2 separate regions of the Cricetulus griseus genome follow, and region 2 is linked to region 1. The links are chromatin contacts, called in public Hi-C maps. All regions are on one chromosome and are shown on one strand. Each heading gives the region's core, a stretch centred on a gene start, on an enhancer-like site or on the middle of the called end of the contact. The rest is flanking DNA. Distances are from core to core; before and after follow the strand shown. Region 1 has its middle 15 kb from the start of Ankrd60. Region 2 has its middle 22 kb from the start of Pck1.

Region 1 (6,759 bases), core at 3,953-6,452:
CAGTACTTTGTGCCTTCAGAGTGAGTCCAGCGAAGGGGCATGGCCTGGCAGGACACCAGAGGCACCAGCAAGTGTGTTCAAGAGCTAACTTGGGCTCTGAGGGATAACTCAGACACTGAAGTAGTCTTGGGACCGAGAGAGAAAGACAGAGAGGGAGAGAGAGAGAGAGAGAGAGAGAGAGAGAGAGAGAGAGAGAGAGAGAGAGAGAGAGAAAGAGAGAGAGAGAGACTTATACATGGGCACACAGGCATACACATAAACTAAACAGAACTTAGTCTTCATTGACAAAATTCATGTGCCAAACAGTTGCTCATTTAAAGTGTGCATTCTAAAGCAATCACTGCCATCAACAGCCCTAACACCTGCACCCTGTCCACAGGCTGCTTGAACTCACTTTCCGTCCTGTCTCCTCTGTTGCTGTGGGTTTATCTGTAGCTGATAACTGGATTTGATCCATTCGCTTGGGTTTGGTTGAAAGTTTCTGCGTGTGTGTGTGTGTGTGTGTGTGTGTGTGTGTGTGTGTGTGTAATATTTCTCTGCCTGAGCACCTCAAATTGGGTAGCTAGATTATTCTGGTTATGTAAACAGCCCTGTGCATGTCTGTACCTGCTTTCTTTCTGTGTGGGGTTAAAGCTCAAGTTTCTCTTTGGTATGTGCCATAGAGTGGACTTGTAGGGCCTGGCAGTAACTGTGTGTGTAACATCCGGAGATCTTCCAGGCTCTTTCCCAGCATCTCTCACTGCTGGTTCCAGCAGAGCCAGACTTCCCATCTTTCCCATCAGTGCTTACTGCCCTCTGCCCTATGACCCGACCCCTCCTCTACATCATGCTTTCATGCCTTGCCTTGGCTTGTCTCTCCTCCAGCTCACATCCATCCCCCGCTGAGCCTACTGGGATGGGTTGTACAGTGGAGGGTTCCTGTCTCTGCTGTGTGAACATGAGGCTCTGAGTTTGGTTGGATCCTTAGTACCCATGTGAGCAGCATGTGACAGCACATGCCTGGAAACCCAGCTCTGGGGAGATGGAGACAGGAAGAGGCCTGCTGCTCAGCCAGTGGAGCTGAGCCAGTGAGCTTAGGGGTCGATGAGAGATTGTTCTTTTTAAATTTTTGTGTTAAAGTGTGTGTATGTGTGTGTGTGAGAGAGAGAGAGAGACAGACAGACAGACAGAGAGTCAAAGAGAAACAGACAGAGACAGAGAGAGAAAGACAAAGACATAGAGAGAGACAGACAGAGAGTCAGAGAGAGACAGACAGAGACAGAGACAGGAAGAGAAAGACAAAGACATAGAGAGAGACAGACAGAGAGACAGAGACAGAGACAGACAGAGACAGAGAGACAGAGACAGACAGAGACAGACAGACAGACAGAGACAGAGACATAGAGACAGAGAGAGAAAGACAAAGACATAGAGAGAGACAGACAGAGAGGGAGACCATATGTATGGAGATGACCAGAGGACTTGAGGAAGTCAATTCTCTCCATGTATCAGATGGGTCCCAGGGATCAAACTCAGGTCATCAGGCTTGGCAGCAAGTGCCTTTACCTGCTGAGCCATCTCACCGGCTGAAGGGTGAGAAAAAGAACTGATGTCCAACCTGGGCAGTGCAGAGAAGGCTCTAAGAGGACCAGAGATGTTCAAAGGAGCCGTGTGGTCAGTTTTACCCATGGAGGAAATGGCTGTGACCTAAGGAAGGTGACAGAGCCCCAGACAGGCTCTGGCATGCCGGCAGTGAGGTTGGTACATATCTCATGTCTGTTGAATAGCAAGAGTGTGTCAGATGTCTCCTTGCCCAGAGTCCAGGGTACGTGCCCATCCGTCTGGCAGCGACCCCGTTTGTCTCCAGGTGGGCCGCATTTCTATCTGCGGGCTGGAACACACTCTATGGGCCCATTTCAGAACTCCAGCTGAGTGCTACTCCTAAATCTTTACACACTGGTCAAAGCTGTGGCTCTGCCAAGTGTGTGTATGGGGGGGGTGGGTGGGGGGGTGGGTGGGTGCATGTGTGTGTCTTAAATCCCAGCCCTTTCCTGCACGTGTGCTTTACATTCTGCTGACAGCAATGCTTGGCCTTTGAGATGTCCTTCTTGTTGCAATAAAATGTTCATTATAGCTAAAGTCTTAGACATTCCTGTCTGGACATCAAAGTTTGGATTTATGAGCCCACCATGGTGGTGCACTCCTTTAATCCCAGGACTCAAGAAGCAGAGGCAGGTGGATTCTGTGAGTTTGACGCCAGCCTTGTCTACATATTGAATTCCAGGATATCCTGAGCTACATAATAGAGAGACCTTTAAAGCTAGCTGTCTCTTACTCTTGACCCTGAGACCATGATTCCTAAGCCCCTGGAAGACCATTGAGTAGAAGTCAGGTAGCCTGGACTACATGAAACACTATCTCCAAAAAGTAATTAGAAAACACCAAAAAGTAAACGTACTTTTCAACTAGCTGGGAGTCCATTTGTGGTCTCCAGGCGACACCTGGTGGTAGCTCCATTTCGGGATTGCAGTTGCAGTTCCCAGCTGCGCCACCTGGCAGACTCCAACTCCAAGCTGGCCTGGGAGAGCTTCCTTTCAGAATCCAGGAATTGGGGGCTTTAAAGAGTTGTGGGACCTCTGAGGGGTGGTTCCTGCCACTGTGACTGTCTTAGGTACCCAAAAGGAGTCTGGGGAGTCTATGCACCATCCTTCAGTCTGCATCGCATGACGGACGGTGCGCTGTTCCACAGACACGTTCAGGGTACAGACACGTTCAGGGTACAGACACGTTCAGGGTACCCCAGTTGACCGGTGCCCGCTTAATGCTTTCAGAGCCTATGCTCCTACCTCAATGCTTGGAGAAGGCTCACACAATAGTGCACTTGCAATACCTTGGAAGGGCTCAGTGAACCACTACCGTTGTTCCTTTCTTCCCTTTTTGTGTGTACCCATGAACATGATTGTGTGTGTGTGGGACTGTGTGTGTGTGTGTGTGTGTGTGTGTGTGTGTGTGTGCTCGTTTGTGTGTTCATGTGTATGTACCTGTTGCATTGTGTGTGTGTGTGTGTGTGTGACTGTGAATGTGTGGTTTGTGTGTGTGTGTGTATGCTCATTTGTGTGTTCATGTGTATGTACCTGTTGCATTGTGTGTGTGTGTGTGTGTGTGTGTGTGTGTGTGTGTGTGTGTGTGTGTGTGTGTGTGTGTGTGTGTGTGTGTGTGTGTGTGTGTGTGTGTGTGTGTGTGGTGTGTGTGTGTGTGTGTGTGTGTGTGTGTGTGTGTGACTGTGTGGTGTGTGTGTGTGTATATGTGTGTGTGTGTGACTGTGTGTGTGTATGCTCATTTGTGTGTTCATGTGTATGTACCTGTTGTATTGTGTCTGCATTTGTGTGCGTGTGTCACACATGCACCTGTGGAGGGTAAATGTCCACAGCAGTGTTTCTCCTCAGGTGCCATCCACACTGCTTTCTGAAACAGGCTCTCTCACTGACCTGGAACTCACATAAGTAGTCCAGATTGACTGGCCAACAGACTCTGCAGATCCAGTCTCCACTGCCCCAGTACTGGGCTCACACGCCCTGTGATATCTGCCTTATTACTTGGTTTCTGGGAATCCAACCTGACCCTCCATGAAGTACTGATGGGCCCAGCTCTGCAACCCTCAGCCTCTTTGGCATCAGTTTTTTGGTGCTAAACTTCACATGGACAGGCATGTGCAGGGTGTTTGTTTACAACTGTAATTCAGGGATTGTGTGCATATTTCCAGCCCTGAGAGCCACATCCTGGGCAATCTAGTGTGACTACATCTTGGTCTATACTTACTGCATACAACACAAGATCATCTTAAAAAAAAAAAAAAAGCAGAACACAACAAAATACAAACAAACAAAAAACCAGGATCTCATGTAGGCCAAGATGACCTGGAGCTCACCATGTAACTGAGGGTGTCTTTGAGCTTCAAATCCTCCTGCATCCACGTCCTAAATGCTGAAATTACTTGTGTGAACATCCACACCCATTTTTAGAGAGCTCCGGATCATGACTAGGGCATCAAGCATGCTCGGCAATAGCTCAATCACTGAATGAACCACATCTCAGGTCCCTCAATGGCTTTGAATGAACTACATCTCAGGTCCCTCAATGGTTTTTTAAATGAAAAGTGTGGGGGTGTGGCGGTGTGGGAGAGTTGGGGGGATGAGGGGAATGTGGGGTGTGGGTGTAGGGGGGTATGCGTAGGGGTATGTGTGGGATGTGTGGGTGTAGAGTGTTATGGGGTGTGTAGGATGAGTGAAGGGTGTATATGGGATGTGTGGGGTGGGGGGGTTGTGGGGGTGTGTGGGATGTATGGGGTGTGTTTGGTGTGGGGGTGTGTGTATGGGGTGTGTATGGGGTGTGTATGGGGTGTGTATGGGGTGTGTGGGGGTGTGAGTGTGTGGGGTGTGGGGGGTGTGAGTGTGTGGGATGTGTGGGGTGTGTGGGGTGTGTGGGATGTGTGAAGGGCGTGTGTGGGGTGTGTGTGGGGTGTGTATGGTGTGTGGGGTGTGTGTGGGGTCTGTGTGCTCTATCTGTATAAGTCTATGCAATATATATTGCATAAATATATGCAGTGACCCGAGCGTCCAGCAGAGGGCAGCAGATCCTGCAGAGCTTGAGTCACAGGTGGTTTTGAGCTAGGAAATGAAGTCTGGCTCTCTGTAACGGCAGCAGCCCTTTTAACTGCATTCCTCCAACCCACATTCTTTCAAAAGCTGCAAAATATGGCCACAACATCCCTGCTTGTGGCATTGGAAATATTTCCAAGGCCTTGTCGTCCTAGCCAGCTGTTTCAACATTTGTAAACATGCCTTGTACCCTGGTACTTCTACAGAAGTGGGGTGGTTGGGACCAGATTGGGCATTTGGACAGGAAATGAGCAATTTTACAAGGATATGGGATTCTCAAAAGGCCCCTGTGATATTACACACACACACTGCCCCAGATGTTATTGGTAATTTTCCCCCATTTTAAATTTAGGATGTATAGCAACCAAACAGGTCAAGGATGACACTATTGGGGTGCAGTGTCATGTTTCCCTAGGGCAGCTGGGCCTTCTTGTTCCACGGCCAGATGTGGGCTCCTGGAGCGATGGAGACCCCTTTCAGGATGTCACAAGGGCTATACACATGCCTACCAGGCTTATTTTGCAGACAGTTGCCGCAGAGAGTGGAATTTTCCTCTGCCTGAGAGCCTGCTGTTCCCCTGCAGTGGCTCTGGCCTGGGGGCGCTCTAAGTGCAGCTGAGAAATCTTTGCACTTTAATGTCCAGACCAGCAACTTTACAGGAAATTATTAATCTCCCACTTTGGGAATTATTAGTTCTGGATGGAGACTCTTATTGTATAAGGTTTGCTGAGGATTTATGAGTCCCTCTGGAATCCGGGAGGGGATCGATTCTCAGCGAGCAAACATTTTAAGCAAATTAAGTGTTGGTGGTATAATAATACAAATAATGCCTGCCGTTTTTCAAGTGTCTGCTTTGAGCCAGGAGTTCCATCTCTCTTGCAGTGAAGGGGCAGATTTTATTACCCCCAAACCCTCCACATGAGGCCGCTGAGACCCCCCAGAACTGTCTCTGGTAGCCCTAATGCCACACATTGGGGGGCAGAGGAGTCTTGTCAATCACCTTTACCAGACCACAAAGCCAACCCTCCTGCTCATCAAGGGGTCGGTATAGCAGGCAATTCTCACGGCTGTTTCTTCCGACAACGTGAGTAGTGCTTGCTTAACACAGGAGGACAAGACCTGTGTATACCACGGATGGAGGGAGCTGAGGGTGTCAGGAGGTGGCCATCGGGCCTGCAGCCACACAGCTGATGAGAAGGAGAAGGGCTGAGAAAATGGCTCCATCAGTAATGTTTACTGTGCAAGCATGAGGACCTGGGTTTGAGCCCCAGACACCCCATGAAGGACCCCAGCATCAGGCCTGGAGACATAGCTCAGTGGTTAGAGTGGTTAGGTGCACTGGCTGTTCTTGTAGAGGACCCAAGTTCAGTTTCCATCATCCACATGGTGGCTCACAACCATCTGTAACTCCTGTTCCAGGGGATTCAACACACTTCTCTGGCCTCTGCAGGCTCCAGGCACACGTGCGGCACACAGACATTACATGAAGGCAAAACACTATACATAAAAAATTTATTTTGAAAAAAATATCCATCATGATGGTAGGGCAAAACACTTGTGATCCATTGCTAAGGAGGCAGAGCCAAGCAGATCCTTAGGACTGGCAGCTAGCCTGGTCCTATTTGGTGAGTTCCAGGCCAGCTAGACACCTTACTCAAAAAAAAAAAAAAAAAAAAAAAGTTATAGTTGGAGGAACACCATTGCCTGTGGAAGTCTGTTCTACTTGGGTCTCAAGTAGAGGCCAGAGAGGCTCCGTGTAGACTAACACAAAGTAAGGCTTCCTAAGGTCTACACTGTAGAGAGAATGGAATGGGGTCAACCTGCTCACCCAGTGCTCAGTATAAGCCCAGGCAGGGTCAAGAGGGACCCTTACCCTACTCTCTCGAAACCCTGGGCTAGTAAGCATAGAGGAAGCTCCAGATGTATGATACTGGGAAGCTCTACTGTCTGCTCATGACACTTGGGAAGACTAGGCTCACCATCTCAGTCCTGAGTAAGTCATACAGCCTACTCTCTTTAACCTGTAGTTTGTCTTTAAACTTTCCACTGTGCTGGCTTCAGTGACATAGGCCAGCTGCAATGACCACTGCAGGGCCGACCGGAAGGTGGGTCTGGAGACTCA
Region 2 (6,884 bases), core at 3,142-5,641, 680 kb before region 1:
CCTTTCTCCCATGGCACAAACCAGGAGAGCCCCCAGGACACACCAGCACAAGGTGAGCACAGCCCCAGTGAGGAAAGAACCAAGCCAGCATCCCCATGGCAACTGCACTGTCAACCAAGGGCAGAGCCCCCTCCCCAGGTGGCTGTCTTCTCACCCCCAAGCCAATATCCCCTTCGTTAAGGGCAGGGCTCTTTCCCGGGGTGTCTCTTGTGGGTCCTGCCTGCAGTTCTGATGTCTCTTAGCAAACCCTGAAGCCATAAGGACCCCAAATACCCCATCTAAAGCTGCTTTCCCTTGATTCCCCCCCCCCCCCACAGAGGCAAAAGTTTCTTGTTCTAAACTTCGGAAGAGCCTTAGCAACCCAGGCACGTCCTGGGCAGACAAGTGCGTCATGGAAAACTTGGAGCTTGCTGATTGGCTGGTCCCTGCTGCAGCGATGCGAGTCCCTGAACACTCAGGAAAACAACATAATGTATTCCTGTCTGCAGCTCGGAGCAGGAGCTCATTTCGTGTCTTGTGTTTCCATTTCCCGAGGATTAATAAGTGTGGAGGGGACGCGGGCTTCGTGCCGAATATTTATTTAGTCAATATACACATCAATTTAGCAAATTAGAGATTGCAAGCCATTTCTGAGCACTGCTGTAAAAATAATAGCTGTGCTTTAACTGGTAATGGGTTTGGGGGAGGATGGCCGCTACGTGCTTGGCACTGAAGAAGGACACACAAGTTTAGTTTGCCGAAGTTCACAAAAAGCCTGAGTCACTGTGGTTGTTTGTGAAGCAGGAGATAGCTAGATGCAGGAGCCATTGCCAATGAAGAAGCACAGGGTCTCTGAGGGGACCAGGAGGGTCCTGAGACACAGTGGGAGGGGACAAAGAGGGTCCCCAGCCACAGTGGGTGGGGAGAGGAGGGTCCCCGGTTACAGTGGGCGGGGAGAGGAGGGTCCCCAGCCACAGTGGGCGGGGAGAGGAGGGTCCCCAGCCACAGTGGGCGGGGAGAGGAGGGTCCCCAGCCACAGTGGGCGGGGAGAGGAGGGTCCCCAGTCACAGTGGGAGGGGAGAGGAGGGTCCCCGGTTACAGTGGGCAGGGAGAGGAGGGTCCCCGGTTACAGTGGGAGGGGAGAGGAGGGTCCCTGGTTACAGTGGGAGGGGAGAGGAGGGTCCCCAGTCACAGTGGGAGGTGAGAGGAGGGTCCCCGGTTACAGTGGGAGGGGAGAGGAGGGTCCCCGGTTACAGTGGGAGGGGAGAGGAGGGTCCCCGGTTACAGTGGGAGGGGAGAGGAGGGTCCCCGGCTACAGTGGGAGGGGAAAGGAGGGTCTTGAGATGCAGTGGGAGGGGAGAGGAGGGTCCCCAGGCACAGTGGGAGGGGACAAAGAGGAGTCAGACACAGTGGGAGGAATGAGGGAGACTCCATCCCCTCTTCCCCCAGCTGTGTGGGCAGGGTTTGGAGACTAGCACTATGGATAAACCAGATGGTTTGTTCTCCAAGAGAGGACAGTCCTAGCTGTGACAATCCCAAATGAACCCAGACATAGGCTTTTTCGGAGTCTCCTTCAATGGATGAAGGAGGGCAGGGTCTCCAGGCTGCATGTTTTCTGTCTTATGGAGACCCCACCTGTGAGCCAGATCTGTAGCCTGCAGGACACTAACATGCAGTCACCATAGGTGGGAAGACGGAGGCTCAGAGCACATGGCTAATCTGGGGACTGAGCTGGCCCCTGGTCCTTGGGAGGAGCTGCATAGACCCTGCCCCTCTATTCTCTCAAATGTCCCCTCTTCTGAACCCCCTCCCCATGGCCTGGGCTGGCTACCTTCCTGATCCATAATCCTCAGTTCCTGCTGAGTTCTCTATAGGCCTTGGCCTGTGTGGGGCAGAATGCCTGTACCCAAACTGGGCTCCTGTCTGTTGAAGAGTAAGGGCCCACCTAGGGTGCTTCTCCAAGTTTGGCCCTTGTGTTTCCCCAGCCCCTGGCTCTGCACTGATGAGCCAAAGACCTCCAAGCCAGCTCCTGTCCACTCACAAAGCAGAGCTGCCTGCTGCCCACACCACCCATCAGCCTCATATTTGGGGGAAGGCAAACAGTCCTTACATTTAGCTTCTAGGCACATGGACTCGTGCCCGAGTGCTGTCCAGCAAGATGTAAATGGAGGAGTCATGTGTGTGGTTTTCCAGAGAGTGCCTCCACATCCACGTCTTCCCTGGTGGCCAGGAAGGGGACCTGATGGCTGGAACACCAGCAGCCACGCTGGATTATGAAGCAGAAGTATTGTGCTAAGTATAGAGGGCCTCAAGGAAGAGGGGAGCTGGTTTTCAGTGATTTCTAGGTGTCGTCTCGATTCTCCTCTCCTTCCCTCTAGGATTTTATCACCCGGAGATGAAAAAACTCATTTGGTATAAGCTGTTTATGCTGGTTAGTTTTAAACATCAACTTGACACAACCTGGGAAGAGACTCTTCAAAATAAATCCATAACGAATTATCTACATCAGGTTGGGAATGTCTGGAGGGGACTGTCTTGATTGCTATCGAGGCAGGAAGACTCAGCCCACTGTGGGCGACACCAGTCCCTAGGCCAGTGTCCTGAACTGCACAATGATGGAGAAATCAGACTGTGAGCAAGCATACATTCATTTCTCTCTGCTTTTGACCACAGGTGTGATGTGACTAGCTGCTTGAAGTCCCTGCCTTGACTTCCCCACAATGATGAACTACAACCAAGATTTGTAAACTGAGGCAAACCTCTTGATCCTCTAAGTTGCTTTTTGATGGGGTGTTTTATCACAGCAAAAGAAATGAAACAGGACAGAAGTTGGTACGGAGGAAGTGGGGTTGTTGCTGTGATTAATCTGAAATTTTTTTAAAGCTTTACTTATTTGTGTGTGTGTATGGGGTTTTGCCTGCGTGTATGTCTATGCAAATCTCTCTCTCTCTCTCTCTCTCTCTCTCTCTCTCTCTCTCTCTCTCTCTCTCTGTGTGTGTGTGTGTGTGTGTGTGTGTGTAGTACCTGGAGAGGCCAGAAGAGGATGCCAGATACTCTACAACTGGACCTAGAGATGTTGGTAAATTTTATGTAGGTGCTGGGAACCGAATCCAGTTCTTCTGCAAGAACAAGTGCTCTTAACCATCTCTCCAGTCCCCCATATATTTTTTGAGGGGAGGAATGTGGAAGACTCTGGACTGAGAAAGCTGTTGGATTAGGTGGGCATGGTGCTGACCTGGACCTATGTCATGTGATGCTGGAATGGCACCGTGGGCAGAGGGGGCCCACTGGTACAGCCCTTTGCCTGTCCAGGTGTGTCAGGTGCCAGGTATGAGCACCGCCTTCACACCCATCTGTAAATGCTCTATTTGTCCCTATTGTTGCTGTCACCTCACTGGGTGGTGGCCATAGCATGCCCTGTCCCCTGGGCCTGGATCTCTGAGCCTGCTGTAGCTGCTCCACACTCATGGGTGGTTTCTCACAGTCCTCACATGGAAAGACTGCCAAGGACAGTGGCGAAGCCTCAGTTCCCCTGGAGCAGCCTTCAGCTCCAAATGCTCATGGACTGTTCCCAGTGCCCTGAGCATGAAGCCGCAGACCTACCATCTCCAAGCTCCTCCTGGATCCCCACTTGTGCCTAGCATTTTGGGGTCCTCTCTTGTGTTCACAACAAAGGCGTTGAATCTGCCCATTGAAGCCTCTCAAAGCCCCTGACATGGAAGAACTGTCTACCCCTAATTTGAAGACATGGAGGGAGTTAAGTCAGGGCTCAAGAACACACAAGAAGTAGTAGAATCAGGATTTGAACCCAAACAGCCTGGCTCTCTAACCTGTGCTGCAGTTGCAGGTCACTCTGGTTTCTGGCTGGAAGTCAGAGTGGGCCTCAGTGTGCACAGACCAGAGATGCAGTAGTAACTGGTGGAGACCCTAGATAGGGCGGCCTGGCTCCAGGGTCTCCCTCCAGGACAAGGCTGCCCCGCAGATGATGGGCTTGGAATTTTTAAGCTGTGGAGAGGAGGGATGACTGTCGCAGGAAGGGGTTTCAGGGAGACAGGGCCAACTCAGACCACCGATCTGGAGACAGGCAGGAAGCTGGGTAAGGAGGAGAGGCCAGCAGGAACACAGGTTCTTGGCCTTTGCCGCCACTGGGCCAGGGTTCCAGTGGGAGCTCTCTGAGGTGAATCTAGGGCCTTGGTTCTAGTGGCGCTGTCCCTCTGTGGGTGCTGTGACTCTTCCAAAACAAAAATCTCTCTGGAGGACCCATCTGCCCTGGAGGACAAAGCCTGCCCTGGAGAGCTCGGAGAGGCGGTGTCCATGCCAGAGTCCAGCATCTAGCTCCTGGCCCATGAAAGGATGGAATTCTGCACTCCCCAAGATCTCTGCCCCAGCAGGGGCAATCTGGTTGGAGCCGGCCCATTCCAACTGCTGTGTTGTCCTAACTGGACAACAAGTCTGTGCTCAGTGAATAACAAACTCCCCGAGAGGGCTGAAGACCTAGGGCTGAACTCGGCAGCCACATTGCAGCTTTGCACAAAGCTCCTGGGAGAGCCACCTGCTGGCTGTCCTGAGTACTACACTAGGGTGGAAACAGCTATGAGTGTCCATACTGGCGAGCGGACTTGTCCTCGTGTTTTGATGAAAATCCGGGGGTTGTTGCTGTTATTATTGTTGTTAACACGTTTTGCTATATAGTTCTGGAGCATCTGGTACTCACTCTGCAGCCCAAGCTGACTTTCAACTCACAGCAGTCCTTCTGTTTCAGTGCCCTGAGTGCCAGGATCAGAAGCATGCACCCCCACAGCTGGCTCCAAGCAATCTGATTATGTTTTTTCCGAACATGACAGCTGAGTGGTTAAGAACATCAGCTGTCCTTTTAGAGGACCTTGGTTTGATTCCCAGCATTGGCATGGTGGTTCACAAACCTCTGGAACTCCAGTTCCAGGAGGATCTGGCGCCCTCTTCTGGCGTCTGCCAACACCAGGCATGATGTGAGTGGCGCACACACATTCAGGCAAAGCCATACACATAAAATCATGGACTTTTTTAAAAAAAAGCATGCTGTAGTCATTTTATTGGTGGAGGGCAGTATTCATACACCCACACAAGCCACCTTCAGTCCTATATCCTGGTCAGTGTAGGCAGTGGGGAGAGAGGCAAAAGCAAGCAGCTGTAGTCTGGGCAATTCTGCTGGGGCTCCAGCTGGTTCAACAGGAGGGGACACACAACCCTGCCATCCATACTGAAGACGGTGGGAGAGGGAGTCACTGTCCACAAGCACAGCCACAGATGCACTTTCCAGAGAGAGGAGTGCCTTGGCTGGGGTTTTCCTATCACACTGAATGAGCTGCTGGGTTCTAGAAACATCCAGACTCCTTGGTCGCCCTCTGCTGGGAGCACAGAACCGCTAGTGCCCCTTGCTTCCTGTCCATTCTGAGTATGTACCCAAAGCCATAGAACATGGGAGCTGGAATAACTTTCAAACACCACAGTGCTGCTGTTCAGTGTCTAACTCCACAGTTGACTGCTGACATTGCCAGGGCATAAAGGAGAGAAAGGAAGGCCAGGGATGCCCACCTTGGTAGCTTGGACCTGCAGGCTGGCCCTGTAGACCCCAGGCCATGCTGGACATAGTCAACAAGGACAGTCTCCAATGCCCTGGGGGTGGAGTGGGGGTGGTAAAGCCATGTGTGCACAGTGTTCCCATGTGCTGAAATGCTCTCAGCCCCCAAGTTCCTGATACCCCTGCAGCTGGCTCAAAGGGTTGTGCCCATATTATCTCTTGATAATATGGGTGACCATCTCAGGAAAGGGTCTCATACCTGGTCAGCTGTGACAGATTCAACAGCTGGAGAAACGAAGGCCTGAGAGAATTAGGAGACAAAGCTTAGGTTTGTGATGGAGTTTTCTGAGCCTGGTCCAGGGCTCCTAGAGCTGAGACCCAAGTAGGGACCTGTATAGTTCCCCAGCTCCTTGTGCAAGCCAACAGAGGTGGTTGAAGGAGACACCACACTTGCAGAGGCTTTTGCCGACTGACCCCTTAGTGCCTCCTCCTAAGCATGAGGAAAAACTAGTATTGTTTTCTTTGAGTGGCTCGGGTTAGACCCAGGTGACGAGATCAGACAGAATAGGGGCAAATAAACTCAAGTTAATCGGTGCTGCTCTCAGGCAAGGTACACCCATCCCAGGGCTCAGGACCAGAGAAGTTGGACATGCGACCCAAGACAAATGTTTCTTGAAGTTCTGGGCAAGGGGAAGGGTCACTGCCAGGCAAGAGCTGGCTGTTTCCATATAAGGTCCTTGTTTGAGTGCCTGGTGGTTGTTTAGGGGGGAGATTAGCACCAACTGGAACGCGGTTTTGGCACCATTTGATAAGGAGGCTTTACAATGTGCGCCAGGGCTGTTTCGAGCAGGGGCATGGGTCTTTGTGGTCTGCTGCCATGCTGGTCTTGTCCAGGATCCATGCCAAGCTAGCATTCTTTCTGTTTGTTTTTTCAAGACAAGGTTTCTCTGTGTAACAGTCCTGGCTGTCCTGGAACTTGCTTTGTAGACCAGACTGGTCTCGAACTCACTGAGATCTGCCTGCCTCTGCCTACCTAACATTCTTGACATGCACAGGGACAGCTTGACTCCATAGACTGGACAGTGCCTGAGGCCCAGGAATGAGGAAGAAACTGAATCCAGTTCTCACACAGCAACACACCAGCACTCAACAACCACACAGCATAGCCCACACTGCTTCCTTTCCATGGCAGACATCACCACCCACATAGGCAGGCTTCCAGGGGTGCACTTTCTCTGCTGACACCCCTAAAGGTGGCCCCAAGTTAGGCCACATCACCAACGGTGGCTGCTTGGTGGCCGGGAAGTGTCAATAGGAAGTGTGAAGCCCGCAGCCACAGAGCATG

What was found. A called contact is a pair of places that touch in the nucleus more often than the background predicts.
Region 2: a Hi-C map of liver shows a contact between it and region 1, with 8 times the contacts expected there. The contact joins two enhancer-like sites. A contact is called at or near these places in 4 of 8 Hi-C or Micro-C datasets (the CHK-Q cell line, the CHL-YN cell line, fibroblasts and 1 more).

The regions. Positions count from the first base shown.
Region 1 is chr6:5,472,549-5,479,307 of CriGri-PICRH-1.0, reverse strand. No RefSeq gene overlaps it. Among named protein-coding and RNA genes, the nearest start is that of Ankrd60, 15 kb to the right of the region's middle. Within about 2 kb of position 5,202, at least 1 of the 6 cell types and tissues checked has open chromatin away from gene starts, as enhancers often do.
Region 2 is chr6:6,152,603-6,159,486 of CriGri-PICRH-1.0, reverse strand. No RefSeq gene overlaps it. Among named protein-coding and RNA genes, the nearest start is that of Pck1, 22 kb to the left of the region's middle. Within about 2 kb of position 4,391, at least 1 of the 6 cell types and tissues checked has open chromatin away from gene starts, as enhancers often do.